Linked DNA regions of Mus musculus: all the other regions are linked to region 4. The links are chromatin contacts, called in public Hi-C, HiChIP or PLAC-seq and promoter capture Hi-C maps. All regions are on one chromosome and are shown on one strand. Each heading gives the region's core, a stretch centred on a gene start, on an enhancer-like site or on the middle of the called end of the contact. The rest is flanking DNA. Distances are from core to core; before and after follow the strand shown. Region 1 holds the start of Etv3 (ets variant 3). Region 2 holds the start of Hdgf (heparin binding growth factor). Region 3 holds the start of Pear1 (platelet endothelial aggregation receptor 1). Region 4 holds the start of Ints3 (integrator complex subunit 3). Region 5 holds the start of Gpatch4 (G patch domain containing 4). Region 6 holds the start of Cct3 (chaperonin containing Tcp1, subunit 3 (gamma)). Region 7 holds the start of Smg5 (Smg-5 homolog, nonsense mediated mRNA decay factor (C. elegans)).

Evidence for each region. Promoter capture Hi-C pulls out the DNA fragments that hold promoters and counts their contacts. Hi-C and Micro-C count contacts between places; a contact is called where the count stands out from the background. HiChIP or PLAC-seq counts read pairs in DNA pulled down with a chosen protein or histone mark.
Region 1: a contact with region 4 is called in an H3K27ac HiChIP or PLAC-seq map of bone marrow-derived dendritic cells, with 5 times the contacts expected there. The contact joins the promoter of Etv3 here to the promoter of Ints3 in region 4. A contact is called at or near these places in 1 of 115 datasets of contacts at active chromatin or transcription factors (bone marrow-derived dendritic cells) and 1 of 9 other capture datasets (liver).
Region 2: a contact with region 4 is called in a promoter capture Hi-C map of liver, with 7 times the contacts expected there. The contact joins the promoter of Hdgf here to the promoter of Ints3 in region 4. A contact is called at or near these places in 3 of 39 promoter capture datasets (liver and pre-B cells) and 1 of 484 Hi-C or Micro-C datasets (B cells).
Region 3: a contact with region 4 is called in a promoter capture Hi-C map of liver, with 3 times the contacts expected there. The contact joins the promoter of Pear1 here to the promoter of Ints3 in region 4. A contact is called at or near these places in 3 of 39 promoter capture datasets (liver and pre-B cells).
Region 5: a contact with region 4 is called in a promoter capture Hi-C map of pre-B cells, with 4 times the contacts expected there. The contact joins the promoter of Gpatch4 here to the promoter of Ints3 in region 4. A contact is called at or near these places in 2 of 39 promoter capture datasets (liver and pre-B cells).
Region 6: a contact with region 4 is called in a Hi-C map of muscle stem cells, with 5 times the contacts expected there. The contact joins the promoter of Cct3 here to the promoter of Ints3 in region 4. A contact is called at or near these places in 1 of 39 promoter capture datasets (pre-B cells) and 1 of 484 Hi-C or Micro-C datasets (muscle stem cells).
Region 7: a contact with region 4 is called in a promoter capture Hi-C map of pre-B cells, with 4 times the contacts expected there. The contact joins the promoter of Smg5 here to the promoter of Ints3 in region 4. A contact is called at or near these places in 2 of 39 promoter capture datasets (liver and pre-B cells) and 1 of 9 other capture datasets (adipose tissue).

Annotation. Positions count from the first base shown.
Region 1 is chr3:87,524,032-87,526,899 of GRCm38.p6, forward strand. Etv3 (ets variant 3) reads left to right here and starts at 1,547. Exons shown (of 5, transcript NM_001083318.2): 1 at 1,547-1,628.
Region 2 is chr3:87,904,728-87,907,612 of GRCm38.p6, forward strand. It overlaps Hdgf (heparin binding growth factor), which reads left to right and starts at 1,594. Exons shown (of 6, transcript NM_008231.4): 1 at 1,594-1,987. The coding sequence starts at 1,901.
Region 3 is chr3:87,767,323-87,770,220 of GRCm38.p6, forward strand. It overlaps Pear1 (platelet endothelial aggregation receptor 1), which reads right to left and starts at 1,631. Exons shown (of 25, transcript NM_152799.2): 1 at 1,556-1,631.
Region 4 is chr3:90,432,227-90,434,926 of GRCm38.p6, forward strand. It overlaps Ints3 (integrator complex subunit 3), which reads right to left and starts at 1,410. Exons shown (of 30, transcript NM_145540.3): 1 at 578-1,410. The coding sequence starts at 724.
Region 5 is chr3:88,041,776-88,044,475 of GRCm38.p6, forward strand. Gpatch4 (G patch domain containing 4) reads left to right here and starts at 1,331. Exons shown (of 8, transcript NM_001110809.2): 1 at 1,331-1,404.
Region 6 is chr3:88,295,580-88,298,437 of GRCm38.p6, forward strand. Cct3 (chaperonin containing Tcp1, subunit 3 (gamma)) reads left to right here and starts at 1,556. Exons shown (of 14, transcript NM_009836.1): 1 at 1,556-1,687. The coding sequence starts at 1,657. It overlaps Tsacc (TSSK6 activating co-chaperone), which reads right to left and starts at 1,420. Exons shown (of 4, transcript NM_001357024.1): 1 at 1,245-1,420.
Region 7 is chr3:88,334,758-88,337,672 of GRCm38.p6, forward strand. It overlaps Smg5 (Smg-5 homolog, nonsense mediated mRNA decay factor (C. elegans)), which reads left to right and starts at 1,503. Exons shown (of 22, transcript NM_178246.3): 1 at 1,503-1,740. The coding sequence starts at 1,667.

The sequences.
Region 1 (2,868 bases), core at 297-2,796, 2.9 Mb before region 4:
AAGATACTACTAAACATCTAAAGGTGTCCACGGGAATACTCCAAAAATACTACATTCAAACAGAAGAGGAAGTGACAGTGACTACTTAACCGAGGTAACAAAGCCCATCAGTAGTTGAAGGCAAGAGGACTAAAATGTTATGTTCATTTCGCTCGGTGGTTCTCAGCCTTCCTAATGCTGTGACCCTTTAATACAGTTCCTCATGTTGTGGTGACCCCAACCATAAAATTATTTCCGTTCCTACTTCATAACTGTAATTTTGCTACTGTTATGAATTGCAATGTAAATAGGTTTAGACATAGGGGCTTACTAAAGGGGGTCAACCCACAGGTCGAGAACTGCTGATTCGGCTAAACCCTAGCATTTGTTCTGTAGACCCAAACATAGAAAATGGTGTTCTAGACTGGACAGAAGATGGAAACCATTATAAAGCAATTTCTATGCTCAGAGTGCTCATATTTCTAATCCTCTCAATGGTATTTAAATTTTGTTCATTTTACTGACTTTCAAACTAGAAGGGGCGGGAAAACTAGACCTCACCAACACTAGTCCTTCCTTTTTAAGCAGGTAAGGTAACCTTAGGCCATACTGAGTACTGAACTTATCTCAAGACCTCAAGAACTATCAATTATTAGTCTTGCATTGTGACACATATCTTTAATCCCAACAAGTGTGAGGCAGAGGCAGGCAGATCTCTGTGAGTTCGAGGCCAACCTGGGTCTCTACATAGTGCTTTCTAGGGCAGTCAGAGATACATTGTCAAGACCTCTGGCAAAACAAACAAAACAGTAGTAGAAGCCAGAAGGCCAGTTGTGGTAGTATATACCTATAATCCTACACACACAAGTACAGCATGAGATAATTACAAATTCATTGGCCAGTCTGGGAAGGGAGGTGCTAATAGGCATATCCAAAGCTAGAAGCCAACCTTTGATACAAATCATGGTAAGACTTCCATGTTCTGTGTCGTTCCCAGGAGGGAAAGGTTGTGATTGCATAAAGTTGTTGCTACGCACTCGTGCACTCGATGAAGACTTCAATTCTGCCTCTCATCTTCGCCTTCCCCCACTTTTCACCACTTTTCACTCTCATCCACTTAACCTTTACTGGTCCCAACACTGCCTCTGGAGGGAAACTAGGGCTGGGAACCATTTGGAATTACGGAAGCTGATTTCACATCCCTTATCACTAACTCTTGAACAAAATTTGTCTGGGACAAAATTGTAATTGCTTAATCGGGAACAAAAGGCAAAGGGAAAGGGAGGGGGGAGCGGTGTTTGAATGGCAAAGTCGTGCACGCTGTAACACTTGGACGAGGCAGATCAGGACTAAAAATGGAACAGTGCAAGGCAAGGCCAACTTCGCACGTGCCTCTGAAGCTCCTGTGCTCCTGTCAGCGCGGAAGAGCCTTCCTTCTGCAGAGGGTTCCAGCCCCGCGGCCTCCGAGCCACGGAGGGGCACCGGTACCTTCTGGGCGGAAGCCGTGCCGCTCACGACACCGCCCCCTCCCACCCTGGCCCAGAGTGGAAGTGACGAAAGCCGCCGCGGAGTCACTTCCTTCTGGGTGGATGAGGAGGAGCCCGAGCTGCCGCGGAGGAGCCCGAGTGGAGACGGACGGCGCCGGAGAGGTGAGACTGGTGGCGTCGGCGGTCGCGGCCCGCGCGGGCAGGACGGAAGGGACGCGGATGAGGGCGGCCGTGGAAGCCGCTGCGGACCAGCGGGAGCGGCGAGCCCCGCCGCAGGCCGGGAGGGTGACCGAGCGCCCTGGGGGAGTCGCGAACACCTGCAGACGCGCCTGCGGGCTCCGAGGGGCTGGATGGGCACATCGGGGGCCGGAGGATCGAGGAGAGGGTGCCCGGCTCGGGCGTCGGCCAGCGCGAGCCCACGGACACCAGGCTGAAGGGTGTTCTGGAGCAGGGAAAGGGCCCTGCGATCCGACAGCGCAGGGTAGGAGTTAGTCCCGGACAGTGTCCCAGAGCCTTGGAGAAATCGGTGTCTCTTCAACCCCATCATCACGGAAATGGGAGAGGAAGCTCTGCCCAGCCCTGGTGCCTTGTTACTTGTGTATATCCTGTGTGTGCCACTGTCTGTCTGTTGCCTCTTTCCTTGAGCCATTTGTCAGCTCCTGGATCCCGAGGGTTGTCATGGACTGAAACTTACTGTTCTCCTTAGTGTATTTGTCGTCAACGAAAATGCAGAACACCTAGAGGAATTCTAGGTTAGATGAAATTTCCAAGATTAGGAATTTGTCCCACCCCACCCTGGGGCCTCTGAAGCACCTGCAGTTGCTCCAGACCTGCTCTGGTTGGTGCCGGGGGCTGTCCACCCTGCAGGGTAATGAGAGTAAGTCAGGTCTCTCCTCCTCCGTCATTCCCGGTCAGTTTCACCCTCTCCTCCTATTCGCTGAAGGACTGACACAAAGCTGTCTGCTGCTGGGAACGGGAAATTTATTGAGGAACTATAAATCTGCATGGAATGAATTCAGATCCTAGCAAGATGCCTTCCTCCACCGGCCAGGCGATCTGAAGTACCTACTTTACCCTTTTTATTTCCCTGTTAAGTAGATGGCATAACATTTTTTTTCACAAAATTTTAGGAAAGTGACATGTTTCTTGTATGGAGTGGCTGTACACAGGACATGTTTACTTTCTGTATCTCAGAATACTGTTGGAAGGTGAGCCCAGTTTCTGACTGGAAGATGTCCTTCTCACACAATTCAAGAAATACGTAGGATCGGATGTTCCTTTTTGAATAGGGGATTTGGATTTTTTTTTTTCTCCCACTTCTTAAGTTGGTGTGTCTGGGTGAATTCAGGCTTGTGTATCTTGGCATCTGGGCTTGTCTACCAACAGAAAACAAACTGTGTGG
Region 2 (2,885 bases), core at 344-2,843, 2.5 Mb before region 4:
GCCTTGAACTCAGAAATCTGCCTGCCTCTGCCTCCTGAGTGCTGGGGTTAAAGGCGTGTGCCACCACGCCAGGCATCATTAAACTTTTTAAAGAATTTGTGATTAGGGTTGAAGAGGTGGTCAGTTGCTGCTCTTCCAGGAGACTCAAGTTCAGTTCCCTGAACCCATGTGAATGGGCTCACAATGACCTGCGACTCCAGCCTCAGGGGATCTGACACTCTCTTCTGCACACCACACATGTAGCATGCATTCACAAACACAAATAAAAACTTCAAATCTGAGCTGGTGAGATGGCTCAGTGGTTAAGAGTGCCTACTGCTCTTCCAATGGTCCTGAGTTCAAATCCCAGCTGTTTGTGGACCATTTGAACTCATACATGGTGGCTCACAACCATCCCTAATGAAATCTGAGGCCCTCTTCTGGAGTGTCTGAAGACAGCTACAGTGTCTTACAAATAATAAATGAATAAATAAATATTAAAAAAAACCTTCAAATCTGCTGGGCAGTGGTGGTGCACCCGTTTAAGAGGGAGAGGCAAGTGGATCTCTGAGTTTGAGGCCAGCCTGGTCTACATGAGTTTCAGGACAGCCAGGGCTACACAGAGAAACCCTGCCTTGAAAAACCAAAAACAAACAAACAAAAACCAGAAACCTTCAAATCTCTTTAAAAAGAGAGTATGCAGGCCAGCCAGCCAGGGCTACATACTAAGACTGTCTCCCCCGGCAGTGGTGGCACACTTCTGTAATCCCAGCACTTGGGAGGCAGAGGCAGGCGGATTTCTGAGTTTGAGGTCAGTCAGAGTGAGTTCCAGGACAGCCAGGACTGCACAGAGAAACCCTGTCTTGAAAAATAAAAAAAAATAAAAAAAAAAGACTGTCTCAATAAAAATAAGATATAAAACAATTAGATATAAACAACAAAAAACCCATTGCACAGAGATGTAATTACAACAAAATCTTGTTTGGTTTGAGATCTGAGATCAAGTTTTGCGCACATCATTCCTTAGAATATAACCCAGGCCAAATACAGTCTTCAAATTAATACTATATATCTCCAAACTAGATTTAGTGGTATCCAACTGTCTTTATCGTTTAGGACCTCCTTATTCTAGTGAGGGTAATTGGTGATAGTCCAGATACAGCTGTTAATTTAGAGTAGACTGAAATGGTAGGACTCGAACTCTTATACCGCCACCAACAGAAGCACGTGGAGTGTGTGGGGTACACCTCTTGCCTTGGCGGTCTAACTAGTTAGAAGTCAGAGGCGCAGAGCAAATACGTGGGTTGGGACATGGCACGTGGTAGGGGGGACAGAGCGCAAGGCAGGCCACAGTAGGCCCCGCCTGGCCAGGGCATTCAGAGGAGCCCGGGGAGGGGCACGTGCAGCCTGTCCAGCGGGCGCCAGCTCCTTTTGGGCTGGCACCCACCACCCGCCCGCACACAAAGCCCGCTCGGCGCGCTCGGCACTCGGCTCTTCAAGCCTGTGCCTCTGAGCCCCGCCTGGCGGCCTCCAGGTTGGGTGTGAGGCCGGGGCAGGCTGTAGGCGTCGATTGGCTGCGCGCATCGAACCGCCGCGGGCGGGAGCGCGAGGGGAGGAGTGGGCCGCGGGGGGTGGAGGAAGCGGCCTCGCTCGCGCCGAGGAGGGAGCAATTGAATTTCAAACACAAACAACCACACGAGCTAGCGCTCCCGGAGCCGTGTGTTGCCCACCGCGCCCGGCCCTGTCCGAGCGGCGCGCGGGCGCAGACGCCGTGGCTGCCCCGGAGCTCGCGTCGGGGGCCGGCATCGAGGCGGGGGCCGCGCGAGGGCCGGAGCGCAGCGGCGCCGCAACCGCCGCACGCGCAAACTTGGGCTCGCGCTTCCCGGCTCGGCGCGGAGCCCGGGGCGCCCGCGGCCCCGCCATGTCGCGATCCAACCGGCAGAAAGAGTACAAGTGCGGAGACCTGGTGTTTGCGAAGATGAAAGGATACCCACACTGGCCGGCCCGGGTGAGTGGCGCGGCCGTCGCGGGCCCTGCTGCGGGTTGCATAACGCTCGGGAGGGCACGGCCGCCGAGCGCGGAGCGGGCGTAGGGGCAGGGGTGCCAGGCCTGTTCTGGCTGGCGGGAGCCCACCACCGCTTACATAACGGAGGCGATCGCGGCCGGCACCTGGCGGGCAGCGCCGCGTGCTCAGTTCGCCCTCACCCCTCCGTCACAGCGGCCGAGGCTTCGGGCTCACGGTGGCGGGGGGGGGGGGGGGAGCGGCCCGATGGTGTGTCGCTTCTTTCGCCGCGAATCCCAACCCCTTCTCGGAGCCCCGCTTGAGCCCTGAGTCTCCATTGATAGTTGCCTCCAGTTCAGGTTTCTCTGGCTGGACGAACGGGTGCGAGGGGTCTCAGTTCACAGAGGGTTAGGTGGATGTAGAGTTGGCGACTCACAAACTTTCTTGGAGCATTTTGGTAGGAACTCTGAAGTTGGGAGGGTCGTGAAATGTTTGGGGACGACTTACTTAAAAATGGTCTTGCCTGGCCTGGTGACTCTGCCATAACCGATTTAGCCCCCAGCTCTACAAGAACATCCCTCCATATGCCTCCAGCTCAGACTTGGAACTGGAGGCAGCAGGGCCCCCGTGTGCTTTGGGAAATCCAGTACAGACGACCTTAGCGCGGTGTGGGGGATTGTGGGACGCTGGAGTTTCCTCGGCTTCCCATTAGTGAGCGTCTCCAGTCAGGGAGGCCGGTGTCAGCCATGTGGTTGTTTGAACCCGCCAAGAGTAGGGCCTTCCCCATTCCAGCACCTGGCCAGGTGGGAGGGTGGGGCAGAAAGCCTGCTGTGTTTATCACCTTCCCTCCCAGGAAAAGGTGTGTGTGTGTGTGTGTGTGTGTGTGTGTGTTGGGGGGAGGGTT
Region 3 (2,898 bases), core at 381-2,880, 2.7 Mb before region 4:
TCATGGCCTCTCCTCGACCTGGCATCTTTGTTCTCAAGCTCCATATGCACAGTTCTCTCCCCAGGCCTTGTTTTGCCAAGTCTGTGTGTCTGCATTGGCCTGCGTCTGTGTTTATGTCTGTCCATCCTCTCTCCTCCTGCCTTTCTGCTAGCTCCCCCCACCCCACCCCACACGCTGGCTGCCCCACAGGGCAGGTACCAGGAGCCATCATCCTGTTCCAAGCTGGAGTTTCCTCAGAGAAGCCACATACAGTGGCTGTGGCAACTATCTTTCTCTGGGTTTCTCGCTGGTGGAGCAGGCTGCCTGGGGAGGGTTTCCTCTTCTGGGTTGTCTGATAGGGCATGTTGGAATGGAGTGGAGAAGCAGAAGCCAACCCTCCCACTTCACCCTTCACTGAGAAGAAAAAGGCAAGCCAGGGAGGGGGCAGGTTTTGGAAGAGCAGCCAAGCAGGGTAGGCTGGCAGGTGGGAGGCCAGCCCACACCCATCTCACCCATGCACACACAGCCAGAGGTAGGGCACTGTACTGTGGGCTGGAGTTGGGTTTGGAGAACAGCCTCCAACCCCCTAGGCCTAGCATAGGCAGGGGTTGAGAACTGACCCCTTATCCGGCCCTGCCTAGAGCTAAGGCCTGGCTGAGCCTGGGAACTTCAACCAGCACACGCTGTTCCAGTCTCCGGGGACCAGGGGTCACCGTCCCCAGCTGGGGCAGCAGGCTCTACTAAAAGTCCAAAACAAGGAGTCACGAGTCCGTGGCTAGAGGCTGGAAACAGGGATGCGAAGTGAGGGAGGCCTTGCTGGATGGAGCTTGGGTTCCCGGGCCCCAGGGCTCACACTATCAGCCTGGCTATGGGCCCACATCATCCAGGAAAAAGAAAAACAAACAAAAAAACAACAATAAACAAGCCTCAGAGACTGTAGGTGCCTATGGCTGACCTCTCCCCTACAAGATGGGAAAGGACACGCAAATCCAATCTCTTCCCTGGGCAGGGGTAGGGGGCAACACTATGAACACTAAACAGGGTCTTTCTCCGCGAGACATAGGAGGAGACAGGCAGGCAACTGTGTTTTGTTGGTCCTCCCAGAAAGAAGAAATTGGGGGATAGAGGGAAGACAAGGTTTAGGGTTGCTTTTCAGGGCTTCGGTACCACCACCATGGTTCTACACTAGCAAACAGCACACTGGAATCCAGGAGACTTGCAGGCTGCCTTCCTCAGGGCGAGAAGAGAGCTCTCCCAGGCTGGTCCCCATCCTAGCTCCTTATCCTCAGAGCTACGCAGCTTTCTTTTTCTACTTAGTTAGGTCTCCCTCTCCCTCTCTGCTCGCTCTCTTCTTTCTCTCCTCTCTCTCTCTCTTTTCACTTAGGCGGCTTTCTCTACTTAGATCTCACTTTCTTCTCTTCCCCTAACTCTCTCCTTTCTCCTTTCTCTTCTCTTTCCACTTAGACGGAACACACACACACACACACACAGGAGTCCCCACTCCATCTCCTCCTTTCCTCTCTTCAGGTTTCAGCCCAGCGGTCTCGGGCTCCAGAGCCCAGGGCAGGTCACTCACCTGCCTCGGGGCTCGGAGCTCGGAGCTCAGAGCGGCGTGTTGTACCGACGGGTCCTGCTGGCCGACAGAGCTGGCTGCGCGGGCAGGAAGGGGGTGGGCCTCCGCCCGCGCCCAGGCAGGAAGTCCGCGCGGGGAGGCTGGAGCCCGGCCGGGTGGGGTCAGCCCTCCGCACGCCTGTCTGCGAAGTGGACGGGGAGAGCCGCCCAACCTGACAGCCCCGGCTCCCGGCGTCGCGGTCCACCCGACGCCCCTCTTTCCTGCCCGGCGGCGCCCCCTGGCGGCCTTCAGGGGAGGGGCACCCTGCCTGCGCGGTCAGATCTTTGGGACCTTTGCAAGAGTTGAAGCAGGATTCTGCTACATAAAGAAAGCAGATCTTGCTCATCAGCTTGCTCCGAAGAACTCAGCGACCTACCACAGTCAGGTCTCAGAACAAAGACAACTTGGGCCTGGGGGAGTGTGGCTTATGCTGCAGGCCCTAGGTTGAATTCTAAACAGCAGGGACACCTTTATTTAAGAGTGATTGACATATAATAAAAATAAGCCCACTTGGCTTGATGAATAATGTTCCAAAACTTTATCGTGGCAAAACATACACAATATAAAACACATCCTTTCAACAAATGTTAAGTATACAGTTCGGTGGCATAAAGTATTTCACATATACGAAACCTTTGCTACTGTCAATTTCCAGAGCTTTCTCCTCATCCCAAACTGAAACTCAGTCTGCATCCCCTGGCCCTGGTAGCCATCGTGAAGTTAGGCTATATGTACCTCAGCTCCGGCCTCCGACCTTCCACATCTAGCTTATTCTACTTAGCATGCTGTTTCATTGGCTTAGACAAATGTGTTCATCCCAATAAAAGTGTGGTTTAAAATGTCCCTCTCTGGGGATGGAGAGATGGCTCAGGGAGGGGTCGAGGGGGTGTAACGCGCTTGCCACCAAGCCTGATGACCTGAGGTTGAACCCAGGGACCCACATGGTAGAAGGTGAGAATCAAATCCCAAAACTTGTCATCTATGCCCACAACAGTGCCATAGCATGGTACATATTCCCTCCCCTGCAACAGAAGTCAATCTAATGTTTTAAAGTCCATCTCCCCCAGTGTACCTACTCTAGGCTACAGTAAGGACGCAGATTCCGTCCTCACCCCTAGCCCAAACCCCACGAAAGTTTTGATTTGCTTTCTGTAGTTTATATTTCTAGAATATCCGTGTAAATGTCATCATAGAGTATGTACTCACGTATGTCCATCTTCTTCCCCTCACCATAAAGTTTCTGGGCCGTTGGGTGTTCTCTACTACAGCAGGTGACAGCACTGGGCTATTCAAGAACAGGATTGCTG
Region 4 (2,700 bases), core at 160-2,659:
CCTATATACTGGCTCACCCCACTGCTATGACTGATATTACCAAACTAGATACTACTTACTTGTAAGTCTTCACTCACTCTATAAATGCTCGGTTAAAATCACTGACAAGTGTCTGTATCCACACACAGTCAATGATACCATCTAAGAAGAGGGGCCAAGTCTGTAGGAAGTTGCCAATCCTCAGACACCTGCCTGTAAACACATATATACTTTTCAACTTAACACTCTCAAATAGGGTGGATATTTTAGATAGCTATTGGTGTGTATGTGGGAAGAAATGAAAATAACTTTGGTCAGTACTGATGCTACATCCCTTCTGTAACCAACACCCCTCACACCCATTTTCTTAATAGCGGCAGCTGTTACTAGGGCAACCTGTCCAGGAAATTGACCCACACTTCTTCCTCCAGAAGCAGGAAGCAAGAGCAATGTTTCTGCCTTACAAAAAAAAAATAATAATAATAATAAATAAATAAAATAAACTTGAAGGCCTTTTCTCCCCACCCCCACCCCATATGCGATCCAGCATCCCTCCTCAACCCAATTCCTTACTCCCTTCCCCACCCCCCACACCTACCTCCTCTAACTCATCCTTGGCATCCAAACTGGTTGAAAGTAGCAGCCTCCCCCCTCCTGGGGCTCCTGCTCCCGCTCCTCCTCCTCCACCTCCCGCTGCTCCTGATGCAGCAGCTGCTACGGTCCCCTTTCCCTTCTGTAACTCCATGGCTGCAGCCAAGAGACCAGAAGAGGTCAAGGGAGTAGACGGGTGTTAAGTCCTAGAAATGGAGAACTCTGGCTTGCCAAGGACGAGGAGCAAGAGGAACAAGTGGGAGGGAGGCCGACAGGCCTGGCTTTCCGCACTCTTGCCTCCTCTCCTGCGGAGGGGGAAGGCGCGGGTTCTCTAGATGCTCCCTCAGGAGTGGCCGGGCTGGGGCAAAGCTTTTGCGCAGAAGTATGGTAGACTAAGGGTCTTGTGTCCTGCAGGGAGATAGGCAAGGCTGCCACCCTTGCAGAAGTGGAGGGGGAAACCCTCTGGCTTCTTATCCTGAAAGGAGGGGAAACCCTAAGTTTCTGCCTCTCGAGGCGTGGGAAGGAGTCCTGGCCCTGAATTGGGAGTGGGAAACCTTCCCGGCGGGATTGGGAAACGCGGTTCCTTGGAATCCGGCCCCTAGCGGGTGAGGATGCAGCAGGAGCGCTATGGGAGGACCAGCTTCTCCCCACACCACACAGAGGCGGCCATGGTGGAAGGGCGGGGGAGGCTGAGAGTGCCCGAGCGGGCAGAGTCGTCGCCGGCGCCGGAAGTGAGCAGTCGCGGTCCCGGGCGTCCGCCAATAGCGGCTTCCGCGGTGGCGCCAGGTCTCTAAGGAGTAAGCCGACGACGGCGGACTGGCCTTTTCCCGGGCTGCCAATTGTAGGGAGAAGAATTGAGTCTGGTCTGACGGGCAACAAGTGTGCCCAATCGCATCCTTCCTCTGCATCTGGAGGCGGGACGGGAGGTACGGAGTGGGTGCTACTGCTGGGCGATCCGGAAAAAGCCGGGCTGCGCCTGCGCGCGCCAACACGCATGCGCGACGTTTCCCTCTTGCTCCACTCCCTACAGGTGTTCGGAACGTTGTCCTTGGGTAGTAGGCTGGGAGGATGGAAACCTAGCCCATAAGTGTCTATTCAGGAAAAGGAGCTGCCGAGTCCCAACCCCTACGCAGTCGCGTAGCAAACGCCCTCAGGGTCTGAAGCTACTTCCTGAACTAAAAATGCTACACGCGGCCGATTGTATGAGCTCTTGGGTGTGCAATTATTAGTAACAATTTGAAAACAAAAAAAGTGCATTGATTCTCTAGTGCAAACCAAATAGTTAGAATCGTACCAGCACTCGCTTTAACACAGTTTACTAAGTGATGGGACCTCGTCTTTTGAGACTCTGGGACTGACAAATGTCACTGAAGCCTATTGTATTTACACACACACAATCCATTGAGAGTTGTGGTTTGTTGTGATCATAGTAGGGCTTGATTGTATGAGAGTTCTTTTACCGTGCGTCTCTCAACAGAACTTTTCATTTTTAGGCGTATGAGCCTATTGCTGTCCACAGCTCTAAGGTGGGTGTGGTAATATATGCCTGCCATCCTAATACGTGGGAAGCTGGCCCATCAAATTCATGTTCCCCTTCCGTCCCCCATTTGTAGATATAGGCCTATTTTCCTGCACTATCCATTTTCAAGGCCAGTGGGCAGGTAAATTGTTAACAATGTCCTTGGAAGAATTCCAAGTTCCATAGCTACTGTTTTGGGAGTGAAGCACTCTTGAACCCAAGCTGGCCTCACTTTTGTGGCATTCTTTCTGCCTCCCAGGGACTTCTGTATCCTAATTACAAATAAAATAAGACCCGGACTGGCCGATCTCCAAATACACTTCTGGCATTCTACAATCCTCCTGAGTAAGCTTTGAATAACTTCTAGGTAAAGGACTGATTCAGCCTCGGAACTACAAACAAGTCATTACAATAGCTTAATATAACCGGGACACATGTATTGGATGGAAAGAAGAAAAAGAAAGGGCCGGGCGTGGTGGTGCACGCCTTTAATCCCAGCACTCGGGAGGCAGAGGCAGGTGGATTTCTCAGTTCGAGGCCAGCCTGGTCTACAAAGTGAGTTCCAGGACAGCCAGGGCTACACAGAGAAACCCTGTCTCAAAAAAACAAAA
Region 5 (2,700 bases), core at 81-2,580, 2.4 Mb before region 4:
CCAGCCCCAATTAAATTTTTTTTCCTTAGAAGAGTTGCCTTGGTCATGTTGTTCCTTCACAACAATTAAGACACTATCCTAATATGGGCCTCACACAAATGATACACAGATGTGACCAGATAACTCTTTTGTTACAAAAGACTCCCGTTCTCTTGACATGGTCAGGGTAGTAGGATGATTTTCAGAATTCACCCATTGCATCTCTGTTTCTGCTATCATGGGTTTTGTTTTGTTTTGTTCTGTTTTGCTTTTTTAAAGATTCATTTTTAATTATGTGTTTCTGTGAGTGGGCCTGTGTATATGTTTATAGATACCAGCAGAGGCCATGGGTCCCCAGGAGTTGGAGTTTACAGGTACCTGTGAATACCCAACATGGATACTGTGCATCTTTTTTTGTTGTTGTTTTTGTTTTGTTTTGTTTTTCGAGACAGGGTTTCTCTGTATAGCCGTGGCTGTCCTGGAACTCACTTTGTAGACCAGGCTGGCCTCGAACTCAGAAATCCGTCTGCCTCTGCCTCCCGAGTGCTGGGATTAAAGGCATGTGTCACCACCCAACATGGATACTGGTAACTAGACTTGGATGCTCTTGAAGATCCCCCACTGTAATTTCTTTTCTTTTTAATTAATTGTTAAGGATGTAATTTTATATGTGTGTGTGCGTTGCCTGCATGTATGCATCTGCAGTTCAGAAGTTAGAAGGTGTTGGATCCTCTGGAATCCATATGGGTGCTGGGAACTCAATCTGAAACACTCTTAATGGGTTAGCTATCTCTTCTGCCCTCAGTGTATTTTCTTTATTATATCCTTTGCCGTAATTGCGTTCTAGATAACAAGCAAATGGCTATTCCCATATGGGGAGGCAATATGAAACGCTCTTTTCCCTTGTTTTTGGGCGGCCGGCCGGCCGCAGAAGCCTACAACTGCTGGTGGGAATGGTGTACTTGCAGCTCCGGTGCCCTGGACCCCTTTTCGTCTCCTCTTCTTGGAGCAAGTCTACATGCTCCTCCAAGTTAAGGGTCGAGTCTTAAGTGTTCTTGTGTTCCCAGTACGAAAGGGACAAGGTAGTGTGCAACCAGTGCTGATCCCGCTACGCAGAGCCTGAGTGTCCTTGCCTCAAGGGAGGCACTAACTCCGGAAAGCTCAGGATAGGGTCGGGGGTGGGGGTGGGGGTGGGGGACCCGAAACAGAGGTTAGGGCGGCGCATTGGCTTCCAACAACTGCAGGAAGGAAACTAGCACCCAGCCTGGAACTCAGTTTCCGTGGCAAACATCCAGGGGAGTGGCTACTGTCAGGACGTCTCTATGGTTTCTGCATCCTAGAAGGGCCAAAGTTCACTTCCGGGAAGATGGCTGCACCCAAGTCGGGTGTCACACGTGCTTCCACGGAGAGGACTGTACACTGACGGTAAGGAGCTTGCTTTCCCCAGGGGCGGGAGCAAGGGCGAAGATCGGAGAGTAGTTCCACCCTGCTGACTCTGTGGCTGCGGGGCTTGGATTTATAACCGGAGGAAAAGGCGGCGGCTGGTCCTCTAGGCTGCTGCAAACGGGTGGCTCTGGACATCCCTGGAAACTGGCTGGAAAGGAGACCGCGTCTCAGTGTACTTGCAGCCTTCGCAGATCAGGCTGCGTCTGCCCACGCCGGCCCATTGCAAGTGCGTTAAAAAACGATTCCTACTGTGTCACTCATTTCAGTCCAGAAACGCTGAACGATTCTCAAGGGCTGGGAAATAAAGCTTGCCTCCGCCTTCCGGGAAGTGTGGTTTTGAATTACTGTGATGAGAAATAGAATGTGGGGAAGGCTTACAGCAGAAGAAAGAAGCTGTAAAGGTACAAAGCAGTGAGTTGCTCATGAAATGCTTCACTACCAATCCTGGATCCACTACTTGCCAGTTGTTTGGTGTTCGAATTAGCAGTGTTCGATTTCTTCTTTGTAAATTAAGGCTAAGTAATACCTTCTTATAAGATGTTGGCAGGCATCAATGAGACAATCCATGTGAAGCAGTTAATAGCAGGTTCGTGGTGAGTCAATGCACTACAAGTGTGGGGTATGATTATTCTTACTGTTAAAATAGTCAGAAATAATTTGGTATTTATAATAAGTGGTATTTGCATGGTGACCTCAGCATCTAAATTTTACTTCTGTTTCCATTTCAAGAAGCAAGGTAGCACCTGGGAGAGAGGCAGGCCAGTGTAACCCAGGCTAGCCAGGCTAATTAGTAAGCCCTCAAAAACAAAAAAAATCCAAGAAGACCACTTCTTTTTTTTTTTTAATTTTTTTTTAATTAGGTATTTTCCTCGTTTACATTTTCAATGCTATCCCAAAGGTCCCCCATATCCACCCCCCCCAATTCCCTACCCACCCACTCCCCCTTTTTGGCCCTGGCGTTCCCCTGTACTGGGACATCTAAAGTTGGCAAGTCCAATGGGCCTCTCTTTCCAGTGATGGCCGACTAGGCCATCTTTTGATGCATATGCAGCTAGAGACAAGAGCTCCGGAGTACTGCTTAGTTCATATTGTTGTTCCACCTATAGGGTTGCAGATCCCTTTAGCTCCTTGGGTAATATCTCTAGCTCCTGCATTGGGGGCCGTGTGATCCATCCAATAGCTGACTGTGAGCATCCACTTCTGTGTTTGCTAGGCCCCGGCATAGTCTCACAAGAGAGAGCTATATCTGGGTCCTTTCAGCAAAATTTTGCTAGT
Region 6 (2,858 bases), core at 306-2,805, 2.1 Mb before region 4:
TGTAAAATTTTTAAGTTTTAATTATGTGAATATGTACATATATGAGTAGATCTCCCTTGAGTGAGAGGTGACTGTGAGCAGCCAGACATCAGTTCAAGGAATTGTGCTGAGGTTCTCTGCAAGAGCAATATACCCTCTAAGCCCACTGAGCCTTCCCTCCAGGCTGCCTCCCTTATGTGGTCCAGGGAGACTGAAGCCACTGAAAATCGCTATCCTCTTGACTCAGCCTCTGGAGTTTATTACAGGGGTGTGCTACCACACCAAACAAACAACTGTTCTGAAATTGTTAATTTTTCTCCAATTCCCTTCGGCAGTTTTTGTTAGTGCCTTTTCACTGCAGAAGACAAAGCATACCAAATACGAACTTTAAATCTATCACAAACATGTCATGACTCTTTGAGACTTCTGTTTAATTACTAGCCTTATTTTTTTTGTTGTTTTGTTTTGTCTTTTTCCTATATGGGGTGATCTGGCAAGAGGCTTGTCTCCAGTTTGAGATCAGCCTGGTCTTTACGACGAGTTTTAGGCCAGCCTTAGAACTCTGGTAAAGATAATACGGTAATTAAAAAAACAAAAACTCTAGTTTCTTTTGTCACTAACCAGTGACCAGGCTGGGGGGGAGGGGGCGAAGAAGACTCATAATACTGCAAGAAACACGACTTAGGATATTCGGGGGAAATGTGAGCGATCCTCCTTTATGTCTTTTTGCCTTAGACTCAACGTATTTTTCTAAGAAGTAAGACATTAGGACAGGAGAGATAGCTCAACAGTTAAGAGCAATAGATGGTCCCGCAGACAGGGTTACTTCCTAGCACCCACGTGGCGGTTCACAATCAATTCCAGTTCCAGAGGATCAGACTCCCGCTTGATCGCCTCTCACAAGTGGTGCACCTACATACGCACAGGCAAAACAACCATACACATAAAATAAAAAATAGGTACATCTAAAGAACAAGAATTTTCCTTCCTTTTCTTTAAAAAAGAAAACCAGCGCGTCTAGAGCAGTAAACCACAACTCCCAGCATGCTCCGGGGAGGCGGGGAGCCGAGTCGTTGCCTCCCCGCCCCGTAGGACAACTTCCACTTTTACACTGCCTCAATCTCTCGGGCCACGACGGGTATTTCTGGCTCCTCTACTCCTCCCTACCGCTAAGGCTGAAATAAAAAGTAGAGAACTATCATGCCTTCCTTGGCCTTCACGGTCGGACGAGAACCGATGGACAAAACAGAGCTTCATGATCTTACCTACAGCATTAATCCAAAGCCTCCACCCCAGCACCCACCCTCTAGTGGGTACTCATGCGCTGTAGCGAGCCAGCTAACTGCCCGTGCTTTGGCGCTTGCGCAGACATTCTGGCCGCACGCGGCCGGGAGCGGCCACGCCAGTGCGCAAGCGCTTGCGTCTCCCAGTCCCCTACATCATGCCCTCTCTATCTAACTTGCCTTGCCTTTCTTGCGTAGAGGGCGGGGCTAATACTGTCGATTGGCCTATGTTTTTGTCAATCAATAAAATGAGTTTGGTGATTGGCGGCACTTCAGAGGTTAGCAGGTTTCTGTGTCATTCCTGAGGAGGCAGCGTTTTCTTCGCTGCTCTTCTCTCCAGAAGGTTCTGCCGATTCCCCCCAGCTCTGGAGAGTCGGCTCTGCGTCGTGCCGCCATGATGGGCCACCGTCCAGTGCTCGTGCTCAGTGAGTTCAGGGAAGGGATGTCTCTCTCCGCCCCTCTCTCCCCAAGCTGGCCAGTGTTGCCCAGCTCCGTCCCGCCATGACTCGGCCCTCGTGCCTTCCAGTGGTCTTTTCGCCTTGGACCAAGCTCCTTCCCCACTTTTCTTCTCTTGCCTCTCCTGTCGCCTTCTTTTGACAAAATGACTTTCCGCTCTCGGAGTCGCTAGTCTTTACGTGTGCTTCATCCTATTCGCGTTCGGTTCTTTAGTCGCCACCCTCCACGCCCCCGTGTCCTTTACAGCATGATTTCCGTGTAGATAGTAATGATGGTTCTTAACGGTAGGCCTTGCTTCCTATGCTCGGTCCATCCCTCCGTAGAGGCGTGACTTAACGGCAACTCGCTTGATTGATACTTTAGCATCAGTATTTAGGAGGCTGTAGTAGAGTTGTTAAGTTGATAAGTAAAAGCTGCCTTTACCGGCAGATCGAATCGGAAGTGGCATCTTTTCAGTAGCGGTCATTCAGCAACCCTTGTTCGGAAATGACATTCCTGGCGTTCCCGATCTTGGATGTGATCTTTCCCACCAGCCAGTTCTCCCAAATTCCTTTCCTGGTTTTCTTTCCTCTTTAGGGAACGCCACTCATCTCAGTAAAGAGCACCAGTTCCTTGTCAGTTACCTGAGCTATTGAGAATAACTCAGTAAGCCTGGGTCAAAGTTAAACATAGTAAAGAGAAAAACAGATTTAGTCTGGCCACACTGGGAGGAGAGACAAAGGTGTTCAGTGACACTACCTCTCCTACACACTCGTAGACGAGTCCATGAGGTTTTAAGCAGCAGGCCAGATTTGTAAGAAGTCATTATTTTCTGCTCTAGTCTCCTGAGAGAAGTTTACCTACAGGGTGGCTCTCAGGCTTTAGTCTTTTTCCTGTTCTATCGTGAGATTCCTTGGCTTGTGATTGATATTTTGTTTGTTTTCGTCTGTGTATGGCACCAAGATTCCCTGGAATTGGAGTTACAGGCAGTTGTGAGCCACCTTGAGGGGCTGGGAATTGAAGCTGAACCATCTTTCCAGCCTCACAAGCAGACTTTCTTGGTCACTAATCTTTGAGACTCTGTGGCTCCTCTTCCCGGGGATGTTGTAAGGGGTGTGCAGTCTTGTGAAAAATCACTGTCCTACTGAGGCCCATTCAGGG
Region 7 (2,915 bases), core at 253-2,752, 2.1 Mb before region 4:
TTTATTGGGTATCTATTATTAATGAGGCGCTATTTCTGTGGTGGTACAAGCCTTTAATCCCAGCACATGAGGCAGAGGCAGGCAGATTTCTGAGTCTGAAGCCAGGCTGGTCCAGCAGCCAGAGTTATGTAGAGACTCTCTCTCTCTCTCTCTCTCTCTCTCTCACACACACACACACACACACACACACACACACACTCCAACAAACAAAAAAAGTGCTAGTCTAGGCACATGTACAGAAAAGAACAAAGTGACAAGGTTTCTAGCTGTTCAGGTAACCAACATTAAAGTTCACACCAAATCAGTAGTAGAATTTCAGTAGTGAGAGCCTCTTTAGGGTGACTGAAGCTGAAACCCAGTGGAAGTTCCCTGTAGAGGAACAGCGCAGCCAACAGATGGAAAAAGACTTGAGGCAGTTTGAGGAATAGAAAGGAGACTTGGTGGCTGGAGCCAGGAGCATAGTGGTATATACATTGCCATTATAATGTGGAGAGAGAGAGAGAGAGAGAACCCCAAAGATCCGCCTTATAGTTAGGAAAACAATAGGGCTGACAAGATGGCTCACCAAGCCTGACTACCTGAGTCTGATTCCCCAGAGAACCACACTTTTAAAAGAAAACTGACTCTCCCAAGTTCTCTGGCCACGTGTATGTTGTATGCATGCACCCACAAAATATAAATAAATAACTCTCTCGGGAAGAATTCCTTTAAAAAACAAGCAACTTCAGGAGCCACCCCTCAGGCGCGCTGGGATTTTGGCAGCTGACTTGACCTTGTGCATGCCGATCTCCACAACCTCCGGATCTTAAAATCTTTTCGCTGCCCCTCTTCTGCAACGATGTCTGATTCAATGATAGCTGGCCCATTCGTTTTATTATTTTATGCACTTTGGCGTTTTGCCTCTAAACATGTCTGTATGAGGGTTTCGGACCCCCTGGAGCTGGAGTTTCAGATGGTTGTGAGCTGCCATGTGGGTAGTCACTTCTCCAGCACCTAGCTGTCCCATGGCGAGCTTTGCACTCTACGGTCTCTTTTCTTTTCCCCTGGAAACTTAATTTTTTTAAATTCATTTTATTTTGGGGGCTAGGGAGCGTGACACGGAGCTCGCGTGTGAAGTTCAGGCCAACCTGCTGGAGTCAATTCACCTTATACCATGCGGGCTCCAGGGGTCGGGCTCAGGTTGGCCGCAAGCGCCTTTAGCCGCTGAGTCATCTCGCCAGCGCGCTCTTTTTAAACTTGAGACAGGGTCTCTGCACGTAGCAGGGTGGGAACTCGCTGCAGGTTGCCTCGGCTGCCGACGAGCTAGGCGGATGAGCCTGCGCTAGAACGCTCAGTTTCTCTACATCTGTGGCAATAAAGTGTCCCCCGAGGACTTAAGCCCAGCAGAAGCCATGCCACCCACAACCAGCTCGGTTGACTTCCCGGAGAGAGAAGGCAATTTTTCGCGAGACTTGGTGGGTTGGTCGCCGGTCCGCGGCTTGGCGGCAGCTATCGCGAGATTTGATAGGTGGAGGAGGAGCCATCTCAGGCAGCCGCCTCACAGCGATGGCGGCCGAGCAGGGCCGGCGGCAGTGGCGGCTGCGGGTACAGCTGGAGACGGCAGTGGAGGCGCCAGTGGTGGGTGGCGGGGGCCTGTGACCAGGAGGTGCCCTCGGGCCCAGGCACCATGAGCCAAGGCCCTCCTCCAGGGGAGAGCAGCGAACCCGAGGCAAAGGTCCTCCACACCAAGCGGCTTTACCGGTGAGAGGGCCAGGGTGTGTGTGTGCAGCCGCGGCGGGGAAGCGGGGCCGGCGAGGGGCGGGGCCTGCGGCTGGCGGGCGGGCCGGGCGAGGGCGGGGGTGCAGCGGGGTGCGGGCGGGCGTCCCGGGAGGAGCTGAGAAGCAGTGGGTGGGTGGGTGGGTGGGAGGTTTGAAGCGAGTGCAGGAACCCCTGCCGCGGTGAGCCTAGCGTGACGCGGGGCTTTGCGGAGTTGGAGAGAGCCGGTGGGAATTGGGGGCAGCTGAGGATGGGGGTCACGGGTGGAGAAGACCCGAAAGGGACTGGTGCTCAGAACCCTACCGGGCACCTGTGGTTTACTGGAAACAGCCATTGACTGACGTCCTCCAAACCAGGTTCATGTCCTTCATTTGCCCCTCTCGCTATGTGACCTTGGGCCTCAGTTTCTTCCTTAAAAGGAAGGATTTGAGCCGGGCGTGGTGGCGCACGCCTTTAATCCCAGCACTCAAGAGGCAGAGGCAGGTGGATCTCTGAGTTCTGGGCCAGCCTGGTCTACAGAGTGAGTTCCAGGACAGCCAGGGCTACACAGAGAAACCCTGTCTCGAAAAACAAACAAACAAAAAACAGAATTTGATTGATGGCTCATCCCTGGCTGCTCTTCCCGAGGTTCCTGGTTCGATTCCCAGCACCCATATAGCAGCTCATTAACTGTAACTATGGGATCTGACACTCGCACAGACATACGTGTAGGCAAAACACCAGTGCACAAAAATTAAAGGTAAATCTTTTAAGAAAGAAATTTCAAATTTTATATACATATATAGGTTTGATTTGAATACACTATGAAATCCATTATGGCTTACATTTTGTGGACTCTTGAGTTGGAATAAAGACTAGAAAGGCTAATTATTTTGTTGACTAGGAAGGAGGACTTTGGGTTCATCGGTGCAGGCACCCTGTGACTCAGTTCTTCCTTAGGATCTCATGTCCACAGAGTGTAGGTAAAACGTAGATCGCAGAGCTGAGTCATGGGAAGATGAAGAGTGGAGACCACGCTGACTGTTCTGCCTTCTAGTAGGAGGTGGAGCTCCAGCTTCCGTCTTACCTCAGGCCCTGCTGAATGGAGGCTGCCATGAGAAAACCCAGAGCTGCTTGATTCATGTGCTCTGCCTCTTCTGGCCTTGTAAGCTAGGAGGCGA